2 separate regions of the Sus scrofa genome follow, and region 2 is linked to region 1. Evidence: chromatin contacts called from public Hi-C data. All regions are on one chromosome and are shown on one strand. The core of a region is the stretch at or near the end of the contact, and the rest is flanking DNA. Distances in the headings are between cores, read along the strand shown.

Region 1 (4,739 bases), core at 1,491-3,990:
AACAAAAGGACTGCATCCTTTAAATTTATTCTATTTTATAAAAAAGTAGAATTAGGAACTATGCATATAAACATCTGGAAGGAATAAAAGCTGTAATTGTTCTTTCTCTTTCAACAGAATTATTAGACCCCTCCTATACTTCCCTTTTAAATTGTTCTAATAAATATGTCACTTATGGCGCAGAGGAAACGAATCTGACTAGGAACCATGAGGTTTGGTTCTATCCCTGCCTCCAATAGTGGGTTAAGGATCTGGCATTGCCGTGAGCTGTGGTGTAGGTCACAGACGAGGCTCAGACCCTGCATTGTTGTGGCTGTGGTGTAAGCCAGCAGCTGTAGCTCTGATTTGACCCCTAGCCTGGGAACCTCCATATGCTGTGTGTGCAGCCCTAAAAAGCAAAAAAAAAAAAAAAATTCTCTTTATAACTGGGACATAAAGTGTTCAATTTTAAGGAAAAAAAACCCTCAGAATGTATATCAAATTTAAAAACAAGTTTAAACCAAGTCTACTCTTTGAATTTTACTTAAGTTCCTGTGTGATCAGGAATCTTGGATCAATTTAAAACATACCATATCTTGAACAAGGTCCTATTTACACAGGTGGATATATTTATCAAAACTTGTCAAAAGGAGTTCCCATTGTGCCACAGCAGAAATGAATCCAACTAGGAACCGTGAGATGGCAGGTTCAATAGCTGGCCTCACTCAGTGGGTAAGGATCTGTGAGCTGTGATTTAGGAAGCAGATGCGGCTCAGATCCCGTGTTGCAGTGGCTCTGGTGTAGGCCAGAGGCTACAGCTCCAATTGGACCCCTAGCCTAGGAACCTCCATATGCCACGGGTGCAACTCTGAAAAGACAAAAAGATTTAAAAAAAAAAATTGTCAAAGTATAGGCTTAAAATCCGCGCATTTTATTGTCTGTAAATTATAACCCAAATGTATAAAGTGAGTATAAATTCACTAAAGTGAGTCAAGGTTGAACCTAAGACTGGAGTCCCCCATGCATACTGTTTCACTTTCTCTTGCCTTCTGCAAACAACTCGGAAAATCTATTCTTAAAGGGAGAGCAGCTTGGACCTTAGGGTAGATAATACATAAGTTCAAACATCCAGGGAAATTGAAGCAAATTCTTTCAAACCAAATAGTTTTAGGCATCTCCTGATAGAAGTCAAGCTTCTTCTGAATCTGGACCGAACAGTTTTTCCAACTCTTTACCACTAGAATTCCTCCCTGGGAGCCCTCAATTTACAGGGGATATCCAAAGACAGATGTCTCTGGTTCCTTGCTATCTGTTGCAATCAGAAGTCCTAGAGGGCAGGGAGAGACGACTCTGGGTTTGGAGCCGAAGCAGTTTCCAGGAAAAAACCAATCAATTTGGTTCTCTGACGTGAGGATTCTGCATGTAACCTTCTTCTTAACAGTGTGTATCCTGACCTTCTAAACTACTGATGCTCCAGTTCCTATTACTGAGCTCCAGGCCGGTTTTCTATAACCAGATGGGCGATTCTGAACAGGTCACTTGTCTGGGCTTCTCTCTTCACTTGTCAATTGAATGAGTGAGACGGTACCCAGGTGACCTGCTGTGAGACCCACGCCTTCACCTGCTTGGGCCCAAAAGGCACCCTTGGTTCCTATGCAGGACTTCCCTGTCCCCATGTAACATCTGTCCCAGGCTTTCTCCACCTTCCCCAACCCTGGAGACCTGGCTAGAGCTCAGGTTATGGATTTGATTTTCAAGCTCCTCTCTGCCTTAATAATGGAGCTAGAGGTAAGAGAAGGCAGGCGTGAAGCATAGACAATGAGGTCTTTTTTGTTCTGGCTAAGCCCACTCCCTGGAGTCGCTTCCACTCCAAACTTGGTGTTGCTTCTGAAATGCCTGACCATCTATCTATGGAGGGTGGGGGCGGCACCCAGGCTCTGCTCTGTTCCCTGTGCACACCTGTGCGCCCTTCAGGGAGAATGAAGCTGATAGCAAGTGTAGACCCTGCCTCGCCACCCGCCCCCCTCTGGAAGCGTGGCTCACCACACGCAGTGCAGGTAGGGGAAGTGGAAGGCAGATAGCAGCTCACAGAAGGCCCGGTCACTGATCCAGCAGAAGAGGGCCAGGGTCCACCAGAGGCCCGAGAAGAGGCCCAGCTTAAAAACACGCACGTTGTCGCACCTGCCGGGGGAGGCAGAGAACAGCCCCCATCAGTTCTGGTTTCCTCTGACCTCACTGGCCGCATCCTCTCTGCTTCTTCCCACCTCCCCAGCCCCTGGCACTGGCTGTTCCCACCCCAACACACAAGCTCGTGGATGTGAATACCGTGTGTATCGCAGTGGCTCACAAAGCCACACTCCTCACCTAGGCTCTCCCCACCTCCAGACTAACACAGCCCTTGTCACATCTTGACTCGTCCACCTGATGTCCAATGTTGATCCAAACTTGCCCACATTGAACTCCTAACCCTTCCTTCTGCCCAGAACCTGTTCTTCCCCAGCCCTCATAGGAAGAGGCCACCTCATACTTTTAGGCGCTCAGGCTAAGAATCCTGGACTCATGTACCTCACATCCAACCCATCAATTCTTCAATATATCTCCAAAATCCAACCTCTTCCCATCACCTCCACCTGTCCAAGCCAGCATCATCTCCTGCCTGCCTGTCTGGCCCTGCCCCGGTCACCTCTCAACACTGCCCCAAAGCCTCCCACAACTTCCCATGTCCCAGAGGGAAAGCCAAAGTGCTCACAGCCGCCACAAGGCCCTAACGTGCTGGCTTCTCCTCTGCCCTCCACCCCACTCCTCCATACTCTGGCCCTCACTGCCCCTATACATCAAAGCACCCCACACCTCGCTGGGAACTTAGCCATTCCTCAAAACCCCCCAGTACATTCCTCCAGGCCCTAGCATTTGCTGTTCCTGCCACCTGGAATGCTGTTCCCACATGTCCACGTGGCTTCCCTCCTCCAAGTCTTGGCTCAAATGTTACTCAGTGAGCCCTTTGCTGACCATTGTTTCTAACAATCACAGCACGTGTCCACACCCGCTAAGAAACCCTCTTTGTCACCTTCTTCCCTTCTCTAGTTTTCTCTGTAGCAATTACAGCCCCTCCACCATCCTCCATGTTTTACTTATATATTCATGGCCTGTCTTCCCCACCAGCAGAGAAGCTGCTCCCTGCTGCATCTCCAGTCCCTGGAATGGTGCCAGGATAACAGAATATTCCTGAGTGACGGCATGAGCTCTTACACTGGGACAAAATGTTTTCTGGAACAAAGCCCAACAGCTCAAAGGAAATTTCAACTGCCGTTTTCTCTCTCATTACCAAACTGCTCACAAAGTGCGTGACTTCTATTCCTAGGAGGAAATGCCCAGAGGCAGTTGGTGTCTGAGGGTCCTTCTAAAGCCTCCCTTGGGGTGTCTTTACCACCCCTCATCAGTCAAGCCTGCTCACTCTCAGTCAGTGGCCAACATAACATCTGCTCCCAAGAAGGGTCATGTTTAGTCATATGTGTTGAAGAGATAAACGGTGCCAAATGTCTGACTTGCTGGTACCTTTCCTAGCTGCCTGACAGAAACATCAGCAAAAGCATTGATGAAAACAGGATGGACAGCAGGCTCAAAAAGACCTCAGAAAAGAAACTGAAAGACCCTGTGAAGGGAAGGGCTAAATGCACCCCTGAATATTTTTTGAAAGAAATAATAGAGACCCAGAATATATATAGTGACTACTTTCCAGTTTAGAGAAGAAAACAAAAAGATGAACAATTTCCACTTTCCCCTCTGTCTTCAGCATTGCTTTACTCTGAATGGCTCACCTTCGGACCCTATTCCCCTCTCCCAGAGCCCTGTCTCCTCACTCCACCCATCTTTCTCTGCCTCTGTGGGTCTGGGGGCATTTTCTACAGCAGATTTTCTAAGACAGCCCCCAGCACCATCTAACCTCCCATCATTCCCTCCTGGTGCCCTGCTATTTTCCTTCAAAATGCTCATCACAAACTAATTGTGCATCTGTCTGTGTAATTATTTGTTCAGTATCTAGTATCCAACTAAACTGTGAGACCCACGGGAGCAGGGACTATACCTACTCTTTTACCAATGTATATCTAGTGTCTAACAACAGTGCCTGGTCCAGAAATGGGCACTATTTAAAAAAAAAAAAAAAAAAAACTTGCTGAAAGAATAGACAAAATAAGAAATAAGGAAAGAAAGGATGATTTTAATTGCAAACTAGTGACCCGAGCAGAACGTTAAAAGAAAAAAACAGTAACCATTACTGACTGGGTACCAAATTTTCAGAATCCATACTAGGCACAGTGAAAGGCAAAATAAGCAGGTCTCTGGCCCTGCCATTTTACAAGGTAACATGAAAACTGACAAAAACAAGTATCAACAAATGCATAGACCATGAGCCTGGTATAAGAGGAGCTATGCACACTCATTTTGTGGCTTCGGGGCCACACCAGCCCAGACAGCTGCAGGTGCGGTGCACATGTCAAAGAGAGGCGGGATGTCAGACAGCTGGTCACAGAGGGGATGGCACATAGAGTTGGGACAGTCAGGCAGGCAGGCAGCTAGATACACAGTGGAGGAGTAAAAGGAAGGGGACTGGGTTGGAGACAGGAGTCTGGGAGCCGTCCGCCTATGTATCGGAATTAAAGCCAGGAAGGAGGTGGGACCTTTAGTGGGGAGTAAAGAGGGAACAAGCAGAGAGGTGAGAGTCCCTGTGGGCAATTTAATGGCTTTCCCAAAGCGCTCCC
Region 2 (4,739 bases), core at 1,377-3,876, 51 kb after region 1:
CATAAAGCTACAAATCAAAACAGTGTGGTACTGATATAAGGATAGACATATAGAACTGAAAGGCCAGCAGTAAATCCATACATTACGGCCAACTGATTTTCAACAAGGCTACCGTGATCATTCAATGAGGGAAAGGACAGTCTCTTCAACAAATGGTGGTGGGACAACTGGATGTTTACATGCAAAAGAATGCAACCTCATACCATATTAACAAAATAACTCAAAATGGATCAATGACCTAAATAATGAGAACTCAACCATAAAATTACCGGAAGAAAATATAGGTATAAAACATCAGGACTTTGGGGAGTTCCCATTGTGGCGCAGCAGAAACGAATCCAACTAGGAACCATGGGGTTGTGGGTTTGGTCCCTGGCCTTGCTCAGTGGGTTAAGGATCCGGTGTTGCCGTGAGCTGTGGTGTAGGCTGCAGATGCGGCTTGCAGATGTGGCTTGGATCTGGTATTACTGTGGCTGTGGTGTAGGCCAGCAGCTATAGTTCCGATTTGACCCCTAGCCTGGGAACATGCATATGCTGTGTGAGTGTGGCCCTAAAAAGCAAAAACAAAAAAACAAAAAATCAGGACTTTGGATTTGGCAATGGATTTGTCTCAGATATGACAATGAAAGCAGTATCAACAACAAAAAAGATAAATTGGACTTAATCAAAATTCAAAACTAATGTACACCCATGGAGATTATGAGTGGAAAAATACCTATAGGAGAAAATATTTGTATATTATATATCTAATAAGGGTGTAGTATTCAGAATATATAAAGAATTCTTAAAATTCAACATCAAGACAAGCCAATTCAAATACATGAAAAGACCTCTTATGCACTGCTAGTGGGATTATGAAACGGTACAACTTCTATGGAAAAAAGAGCGGATGTTCCTTAAAAAAATAAAAATAGAACTACCATATGATCCAGCAATCCAACTTCTGGGTATATATTCAAAATAACTGAAAGCAAGGTCTCGAAGAGATATATGCACACTTAACGTTAATACCAGCAGTATTCACAAAAGCCGAGAGGTAGGAAAAACCCAAATGTTCATTGACAGATGAGTTGATAAAATCTGAGAGATGGGATGTAATCTTGGAAAGAAAATATTTTTATTTTGAATGCAAGAGGTCTTTTAAGAAAAATATACCCCTAGCCTGGGAAATTCCATATGCCGCGGGAGTGGCCCAAGAAATGGCAAAAAGACCCCCCCCCCAAAAAAAAAAAACAACAGTGGTTAACGAATCCGACTAGGAACCATGAGGTTGCGGGTTCGATCCCTGCCCTTGCTCAGTGGGTTAACGATCTGGCGCTGCCATGAGCTGTGGTGTAGGTCGCAGACGCGGCTCGGATCCAGCATTGCTGTGGCCCTGGTGTAGGCCAGCGGCTTCAGCTCCGATTAGACCCCTAGCCTGGGAACTTCCATATGCCGCGGGAGCGGCCCAAGAAATGGCAAAAAGACCAAAAAAAAAAAAAAAAAAAAAGAAAAATATGAAGTAAATATGTAATAGATAATAAATGTTCCTTCAGGGTACTGTTAGATAGACGTTAGATCTGGGTTCTCATTCTCCCAGGAATGTTCTGGAGGACTATCAAATGCACTGTGTCTTTCCCACATCTGTCTTCTATTAAGAGTTGTATCATTACTGATTCAAGATTTACTCTAATACACTTATTCTCCCTCTGCTGGTCGGCTCCATACTATCACACTCTGCTAGACTAATGCATATCACAGCTAGGGTTATGATCATTTAACACATATTTACTGAGCCTTACTTATTATATGCCATGCACTTTGGCGCCTCCTGAGTATACCACAGTGAAGGTAAGTCATGAGCCTGGGCTAATTTACCATCTAGGAGGCGAAAGAGACCATAAGCAAACCATTTATATATCATGAGTACACAGTACTGTAAAGGGAACTAGTGCTATACTAGAGAATACAATTTCTGGTTTTGAGATTAGGAAAGGCTTCTCTTAGGAAAGACATCTAATCTTAAAGACTGGTAGGGCATTAAGGAATAGCGACAGGTGAGTTTGGGACTGCGGAAATTTTCTGTGAAGTCAGGTTAAGAAATTTGAAAAGCACTGCAGCGGAAAACGGTGCATTGCTAGCAAGGGAGTGAAAGAATTTTGCGTTTTAAAAGGATCGCAGAAGCAAGACAGCAGGGAGACTTCATGCTTTATGTAGAGGCACCAGGACTTGGTAATTAAGGTTACCCGCTTGCGCGACGGGGTGGCAGAGTGCATCTGCTGTGCTAGAACGATAACTGCAGAGCGGTTAGAGGATTAGCGGATGATCGAGTGCTTAAGGAAAATACAAATGGCAGCGTTCAAAGCGTCTTGTTCTAAACAGCCGGCACCAGGGCAGGGAACACTCCTAAAGAGGAAATCTTCCGAAGGAGGCTGAGGTCCAGGAGAGCCCAGATCCTGCTCTCCTTTGGTATCATCAGAAGCAGTGCCTGGGACGGAGCAGGTCTCCCCTCCACGGGAGGAGAACACTGCAAAGTAGAGGTGATGGAGATTCTAACCTTCAGAACTAAACCCGGAAGCCTCACTAGAGCGGCCCGCGGAGTTTATCTTCCAATCGCTCTTTAGCCCCCACCCAGAAGTACCGCCCACTCACGCTCACTTCCGCTATCCCAAGCGTTCGACCATCTCGCGAGAACTGGAAGCGCCTATGTGACCTGGGCTAAGCGGAAGTTGGATCTCTTTTTCGTGGCGCCTCGGAGGCGGTCGGCCGCTTGAGGATGAAGGTAGAAACTGCTGAAGAGTGTTGGGCCAGGCTTGAAGAACGTGGGTCGAACTCCCGGACACAACGTTGCCGGAGTCTTAGCTCTTCAAAATTCTGGGTCTAGATAGAGAAGGGTCTGAGGAAGGAGAAGGATCGCTTTTCTGGTGCTGGAGCTCTTTGGGAGAGCGGATGGCGAGCGATTGCAGCTGGAGCTGTGCCGGGCTCGAGGAGCGCCATGGTGGCGTCCTGCCGCCAAGCCAGGATAGAGACGGCGCTGCTGCCCTATTGGCGGCGTGTAGGTCGGCCTCCTTGCTCTGAGAGAGCGAACGGCTGCGGAGCCGCTTTCCCCCGGGCTTCTTTTCGCTAGGCCTAAAAAATGTGTCCTGTTTTTAGTACGGTGTTACGGTGATTATGCACACACGTGCTTTAGTGAGTAAAATTGGTGAGAAACCTTTCTGCAGTTTTTGTAGGGGTGACATGAAATGCTTTTTGTATCGGTTCTGCGATTTTCATGAAGTTCCTTTCCTCTCGTTCATAATTAGTTGAACATCTCTTTCCCGGCCACTGGCTGCCAAAAACTCATTGAAGTGGACGATGAGCGAAAACTTCGTACATTTTATGAGAAACGCATGGCCACAGAAGTTGCTGCTGACGCTCTGGGTGAAGAATGGAAGGTAAAAGTTAACTGCTGAATTGAATTGTTAGAGCTATTTAAGAGAAAGAATGGTAATTGGTAAACGCAGTAGGGTTCTGTCTTCTGATCTTGAGATGGTTCCAAATGTCACTTTTACAAGGTGGAGCTGTCATTTGGAGGGGTTACGTAGGTCAAATTAAAAAATACAGTTCTTGCTCTACGAACTAATGTTCTCCAAAGGGTATCCTCGAAAGTGCCAAGAAGGGTTGTTTCCTGATTTATTGCTCTTTGGTACTTTGTTTTTTTTAACATCTTTTGTCCCCAGGAGCTGTTCTGGTAAAGCACAGGTTAAAAATACGACCTGATTGAAAGGAATTTGTTAACTGAACTTGGCAAATTGGAAGTATAGCCAAAATTTAGTGACCAGAGCAAAAGATTAAGTTTGAAATTGGTGTTAATGAACTGTACTTGTAAAATTGAAGGTGTACTTCAAAGAAGCCACAATCCTTTGTCCTGTAATGTGTTGCTGTATTCTTTTGCAGGGTTATGTGGTCCGAATCAGTGGTGGGAACGACAAACAAGGATTCCCCATGAAGCAGGGTGTCTTGACCCATGGCCGAGTCCGCCTGCTACTGAGTAAGGGGCATTCCTGTTACAGACCAAGGAGGACTGGAGAAAGAAAGCGCAAATCAGTTCGGGGTTGCATTGTGGATGCCAATCTAAGTGTTCTCAATTTGGTCATCGTAAAAAAAGGTGAGACTTGTTCTTGAGATAATTTTCATTGACACTAATTTAAAGCTGATTGTCCGATTTTTTTTCATTTGTAGTATCCACAGTTTGACCAGTGGGCTTCTTTTAGCAATGCCTGAACAATCTCGGTTACTTGTTTGTAAAGGAGTTGTTGAACTAAACTTTCATCACTTTTCTCGTTAAGGGGAGAAGGATATTCCTGGACTCACCGATACCACTGTGCCTCGCCGCCTGGGGCCTAAAAGAGCTAGCAGGATCCGCAAACTTTTCAATCTCTCTAAGGAAGACGATGTCCGTCAGTATGTAGTGAGAAAGCCCCTAAACAAAGAAGGTAATGGGAGATTATGTGGTTTAGGGTTTGCTTAATTTCAGTGAGTTGTCATAGCGTTTTGTGTGATTGTTAGAAAATAAAAATCTGTACCTACTCTTGACCTAGAATCTGAGCTTTAGGAAAATAGGGAGAAAGACAGGATACGCAGTTGGTATTACTCCTTTTATCTCCTGCCCTCTATAGAGTGTTAGAATATTTCTTGGAAATTGCCCTTGAGTCATTGATGTATAAGTTTGTTCAAAGATACTTTTATCAGACATTTTAAAGTTCATTGTTTTGGGGTTA

The links. A called contact is a pair of places that touch in the nucleus more often than the background predicts.
Region 2: a Hi-C map of subcutaneous adipose tissue shows a contact between it and region 1, with 2.6 times the contacts expected there. The contact joins the promoter of RPS6 here to the enhancer-like site in region 1. A contact is called at or near these places in 1 of 5 promoter capture datasets (liver), 11 of 47 Hi-C or Micro-C datasets (alveolar macrophages, embryonic fibroblasts, fetal skeletal muscle and 6 more) and 1 of 2 datasets of contacts at active chromatin or transcription factors (skeletal muscle).

The regions. Positions count from the first base shown.
Region 1 is chr1:203,390,616-203,395,354 of Sscrofa11.1, forward strand. It overlaps ACER2 (alkaline ceramidase 2), which reads right to left. Exons shown (of 7, transcript XM_001926911.5): 5 at 2,023-2,160. Among named protein-coding and RNA genes, the nearest start is that of ACER2, 22 kb to the right of the region's middle. Within about 2 kb of position 2,741, at least 8 of the 83 cell types and tissues checked have an H3K27ac peak or open chromatin away from gene starts, as enhancers often do. A contact at or near this core is called in retroperitoneal adipose tissue, skeletal muscle and subcutaneous adipose tissue, where this site is marked.
Region 2 is chr1:203,441,734-203,446,472 of Sscrofa11.1, forward strand. RPS6 (40S ribosomal protein S6) reads left to right here and starts at 2,627. Exons shown (of 6, transcript XM_003121890.4): 1 at 2,627-2,761; 2 at 3,282-3,413; 3 at 3,916-4,126; 4 at 4,308-4,454. The coding sequence starts at 2,756.